Linked DNA regions of Anser cygnoides: region 2 is linked to region 1. A link is a contact called in public Hi-C data. All regions are on one chromosome and are shown on one strand. Each heading gives the region's core, a stretch centred on a gene start, on an enhancer-like site or on the middle of the called end of the contact. The rest is flanking DNA. Distances are from core to core; before and after follow the strand shown.

Region 1 (2,806 bases), core at 194-2,693:
AGAGTCTGAGGTAACGAGAAGGTTGCCTGACAGACTTATATTTGCATTTCCCAGCATGACACCAAGTGCATGAGCAGAGGGGTGCATCATGGAGACCCAAGACTGAGTAAGACACAGACTGGGCTGAGCTGAGGGAATCAGAGCTAGAAAAGTCCTTTCTTTTCGGCCTACTGGTTAAAGTTCAGCACTGAGGTGCTGAGTTTTGTCTGAAGAAGGATCTGGAAGTTATGTTCCTGAAGAGATCCCAGGAGTGGCTGCCATGCATGTAACTATAATCATCTTTAAGAAGAATAGTAAGGAATCCGCACTGACAAATGCAGTCTGTGACTACTATTAATGCCACTTTTCATCTGTATTAATAAAAGTAATAAGCCCCATTACCACTTATCACTCCTTAGTTGATGCTCTAATAATCTGCCTCCTGCTTGGACTGGTGACTACAAGTCAATAAATACAACAACCTATGTTTCCCCTTAGAAGCACCCTCTCAGTACGTTACGTGGGCTACAATGCGTTTATGGTTTTATATCCATAAGTATCAGTTTTCCCTAGTGAAAATCAAATGAGAACGTAACAGCAGCTTTACAAGCTCAAAAAAGTTGTCTAGACCAGGATCTTTCAGTGGAGAAAACAGATACTCTTACACTCCTTCTTTTATACAAGGAAGATAGGTAGTGTATTTCCGTATTTCCCTCTAATGCTCTCCCTCCCTTTAACCAAAAGAAGCCTTTAACGCAAGAGCAAAGCAGAAATGACAACATTATGTTTCTATAACAGATTTCTCTTTCAGAAATAAAGTACAGCTATGACTAGGAAAAAAAACAGTCTTCATTAAATTGCCAAGTTACATGTGTCTGTTGTAACCTTACCTGACCAGGTGCTACATCAGTTGGATCAGGGCCGTGATGAAACTCTCTATGCAATTTTCCAGAATGCAAGTCTAGTACAAATTGCTTCAGTTTACCTGGAACTCTGGAACAAATTAAACAAACACCCACGTGTTTATTAGAAGTTAAGTCCAAACACAGAAGACAAAGTGTACTGTTTAGAGTAGCCAACTTCTGTTCATCTGGCACACTATGTTCACTTTCAAGGGATTAATAGAGGACAGAAAGCAAATGGTTTGTTAAGGTATCCTACCAGCTTCTTTTTCTTTCCACTGTCTCTCGAGAACACAGCAAGTATTTCATCTTTTCAATAACTCCCACCGCGTCGTACTAGCCAATAACTTCATTGTAGACTCACTTCAGCTCCCCACTAACCATAATGTAAGGGAGAACAGCAGGCTCCAAGTGCACAGTTTACAGATACAAATGACAGTTGGGTAGCAGTATTGACAAAACATCTTTGAAAGGTTCTCTACTGCCTGAGTAACTGCATATACACTAGAGATAAGCACTAAGAGGATATCAATTTAAATCTAATCTGAAATCATCTACTGTCACCCACAGCAAACGTGCTAAACTACAGCATCCGATTTTATTTGCGAGATGTCAAATAGACTAAAAAGCTTAAAAGGAGGAGTTGATCTAATAAGCATCAAGGATGAGATTAAAAAAAATCAACACGAGCAGCACACGTGCAATCAAAAGATTGCTTACGGAGCTAAAAGATGGAGACAGGTTTAGTAGGGAGCCCTTCATTAGGCCAATTAGGGAAGTGGGACAAAGTGGGGTGAGGCTGGCTACCAGCTGTATTCCAGATCATTATTCAACTCTACGGACAAAAAGTAGCGTAAGGCCGAGTCAGAGGGTATCAGCGCAGCAGTGCCGCTAACTGTAAGCGAGCGGTAGCACTTTGAGGGACCTCTTCCCTTCCTAGGCAGGATCAGGAATTAGCGCTGAGGTAGAGAAGGGCGTTCATTTCAGCCCAGCTGTACAAACAGCAGGATCGCTGCTCCTTGGGCTCCTAGGAGCCTACGGGTCAGCCATGCTGCTGACAACATTCCTCTCCAACCTCTTCTCCTCCCCTAACGCAGCAAGGGCATTTGGTGCCTACAGCCCCTTGTAGCTCCCCAGTTCTCTCTGAAAAACTCCAGCTGATTTGTTGAACAGTCCCTGTTATCACTTCCAACCTGCAACAGCAGGCTGAATAGGGCCAAGTGGCCAAAGCAGGAGGAAAAAATGCTGCGTGAAGGTCTGATTTGCCTCTGAAGTGGCTGTTCTCCAAATCGCAACTCTCTAAAGAGGACAGCAGCAATACCAGTTGAGGAAATCAAAGTGTGGGTATCCAAACCCTACAGGTTGGTGGCAGCAGTGATATTACAAGAAAGAAAAGTCTGGGGAAAAAAAAAAAGACCAGAAAAATGTACTAAAATGGCAGAAATCCTCACAGGTGAAGAAAAGTCTTAGCATTAAGATTTTAAATGATCTCCAAGCACTCTTCATTTCCAAACCGTTTGTTACATACTTCTAAGTACCAGCTCAATCTCCCAGAGCAAGACTGAATAATTATTTATCACCAAGCAACTGTCTCCAATCCTGACATCTCTCTCATCTTCATTTGTATGTAACAACTGGTATACAAACAGGCAAGTAGCTGTCATTATTCTGATAGTGTTTCACAGAAACAGAACGTGTAAAATACATAACGTGAAAGTCGAAACTAAACATCTCTATTACCCCTCTGTAAGAGATAATGATTTATTTTAGGACTGTTTTCAAAGTGACAATGAAAAGAGCGCTTTAAAAATGCAAATTACACTTTTTTTTTTAAAAGCATTGACATATGCAGTGAACACGATCTTCTTCCAAAGAAATAGGAACAGGAAGAGAAAAATAATCACTATGATTTTCAACATGCATAG
Region 2 (2,806 bases), core at 111-2,610, 39 kb before region 1:
TCCCTGTCTGAGGAAACAAATTCAGGTTTTGAAATACCAATTTGCACAAAACTTACAAAAGTGTTCTCCGAAATAGATCAGAACTGGTCCAAAGGGTATGGAGTGACAGACGGATGCACAGGTAACATAAATATTGTTCATAACATCAAAATTATCTCTGATTGGAGATCTTAAATCAGTTCTCTTAATACTATTGAGTACAGTTTTTTTAAAAAAAAAATCTATTTCAATAGTGGCACAGCATTCTCATTAATTGTTGCTATAGAGATATCGCCGGGTAGCCAGATAGTTTTCTATCTCTATTCAGAGGCAGCAAAATGACCAGAAGTGACAGCAGGCTGCCCTTGGATGTTTTGCTTTACATAGATGAAAATTTGTCCTGTAGCTGCCAGTATGCCTACCTGTAGCAGCAGCTCTGGTAGCCAGAGGTTGAAATACTGGGACAGGGTCTAATTATCAGTGTAAGGTACAAACAGTGTAAGGTACAAACAAACGTATATTCAAATTGGAATATTCATTAAATACTTACTTTCTGAATAATGTTGTAAATGGGAAAGGGCACAGTGATGGGAGAACAGAACCCCACTGGCACGGCCTGGGTTGCATTTGTCCCCTATAGCCTGATGCTTTGTATCTCCTAAGGATATAAAACTATTAGGGAGTGTCCTAATTAGCCCTATTAGCCCTCCCAAAGGAGGGCTACAAAGATGGTGAAGGGTCTGGAGGGCAAGACACATGAGGAGCAGCTGAGGCCCCTTGGTTTGCTCAGCCCAGAGCAGAGCAGGCTGAGGGGAGGCCTCATGGCGGCCTGCAGCTCCCTCACGAGGGGAGGGGAGGGGCAGGCGCTGAGCTCTGCTCTATGGGGACAGCGACAGGACCCGAGGGAACGGCATGGAGCTGGGACAGGGGAGGGTCAGGGTGGGTGTTAGGGAAAGGTTCTGCTCCCAGAGGGTGGTCGGGCACTGGGACAGGCTCCCCAGGGCAGTGGTCACAGCACCGAGCCCGCTGGAGTTCAAGAAGCGTTTGGACAATGCTCTCAGACACAGGGTCTGATTTTTGGCTGGTCCTGTGTGGAGCCAGGAGTTGGACTCAGTGATCCTTGTGGGTCCCTTCCCACTCAGGATGTTCTGTGATCCCTAGCACCCCACTGGGCAATGTGCCGGGCTTTACCTACGTTGCATGTTATGGGTTACAAACAGGATTTAAGAAAAGCTCTTAAAATATGTGGGGGTCACCAGGCGACCCGTGGCCGCCTTCCAGAAGCAGCCATTTAACCTCCCTCCCGCGGCGAGCTCCTGCCCCCGCTGCTGCTCGCGGGGCTGACAGCGGGGCGAGCCCCGGCCCCTGCCCTGCTTGGCTGCGGCTCCCTCGCCCACCTCGGGGGCAAACCGGAGGCGAAGGGGAGTGCGGGCGTGTGTGCGGTGTGTTTGTGTGCGGTGTGCGGGTGTGCCTGGTGTGTGTTTGTGCCTCGTGTGCGTGGCGGGCGGGGCAGAGCCGCTTCCCCGCCGCGGGGGGGGGGGGGAGCCCAGCCAGCTCCCTGCCAGCGCCCCGGGCCCAGCCGCCGCATGGTGAGGGGCCGCGGCGGGGGAACCGGGACCGCCGGGGCCGGGAGGGAAGGAGGGAAGGCAGGGACGGAGGGAAGGAGGGAGGAAGGAAGGAAGGAAAGGAGGAGGCCGGGGCGGACACCGGGTTCCGGCGATGGCGGCCCGGCCGCTTTCGCTTTCGCTTCCCAGCCGGGGGAGGCCGGGGCTCGGTGACTGCGTCCGTGCCCTGCCGGTAGGAGCCGGCGGCGGGGGGTGGGAGGCTGCGGGGCGGCGCCGTGACCCCCTCCGAGCCCCAGCCCCGGCCCTGCCACGGCTCCGGGGCCCGTCCCGCTGGGGCCGCTTCCCCCGCGGCCGCTGCCCGCAGCCCGGGTGTCCCGGGCGTCCCGGGGGGGGGGCGCAGGGAGGCGACGGGTTTGGGGGATTTTTGGGGTTTTGGATTTGGTGGACGTGGCCACAAGTCGCTGGGCCAGCACGGGGTGGGAAGAAAGTACAGCGTAAGGTGACGAGTGGCTTGGTGCTGCGTTTCGTAAGGGTTTCTGCTCCCTCCGGGAGAAGTGAGCTGCTGTAGTCCGCTCGGTGTAGGACATGCAGGACATAAAGCTTTCCTTACGTCCCGCATTGCTCACTGCTTGTGCCCCTGGCCTGCCCTGGCAGGGTGGGGCAAGCTCAGGCCTCAGCCACCTGTTGCAGCCATAGACCAGGAATACAGAAAAACCCATGTTAGAGCTGTAATTGCAGGTTGCGGGGCGTTGTGGCCAGGTACTGCGGCTGTTGATCCGCTGTGAACTCGCTCTGCCGGTTCAGCAGTGCTCAGGAAATGTTGATGTTAGTCCCGTGATGTCTGGCCTTCCGTAGCTGGCTTAAAAGTGTGAAACAAACAGCGCAAAATGCCCATCGTGTTTGCTCCGGGCCTCTCAAAATGCAGTCGTGTGCCCTTCCCTTATCCGGATCTAGTTTGTCTTGGTGGATCCACAAGGGAACAGATTCACGGGGAGCCACAATCCCGGATTTCAGCCTGCCACGTACAGCCGCTAATTGTGGTGGTTCTGCAGGAGATCCCACGTGGACAGCTCTTCACCCCACTAAGTGGGTGTTCACGTCGCTTCGTGGACACTTCAGGGCTAGTCGCCCTGTATTTCACCCTAACAAAGCTGCTTTTCTCGGGTTCCTTTCATAGCCAGTGCAGAAAGGTGTAGTCCAGAACCAAAGGGCACCCTGGCTGTATCCCACACGTTCCTCACTCACTACAGGCCTAAGCCAAG

The links. Hi-C and Micro-C count contacts between places; a contact is called where the count stands out from the background.
Region 2: a contact with region 1 is called in a Hi-C map of liver, with 3 times the contacts expected there. The contact joins the promoter of STX17 here to the enhancer-like site in region 1. A contact is called at or near these places in 2 of 7 Hi-C or Micro-C datasets (both in liver).

Annotation. Positions count from the first base shown.
Region 1 is chr2:99,269,123-99,271,928 of Taihu_goose_T2T_genome, reverse strand. It overlaps ERP44 (endoplasmic reticulum protein 44), which reads right to left. Exons shown (of 13, transcript XM_066992689.1): 12 at 870-972. Among named protein-coding and RNA genes, the nearest start is that of STX17, 39 kb to the left of the region's middle. Within about 2 kb of position 1,443, at least 1 of the 3 cell types and tissues checked has open chromatin away from gene starts, as enhancers often do. A contact at or near this core is called in liver, where this site is marked.
Region 2 is chr2:99,308,157-99,310,962 of Taihu_goose_T2T_genome, reverse strand. STX17 (syntaxin 17) reads left to right here and starts at 1,360. Exons shown (of 8, transcript XM_066992692.1): 1 at 1,360-1,568.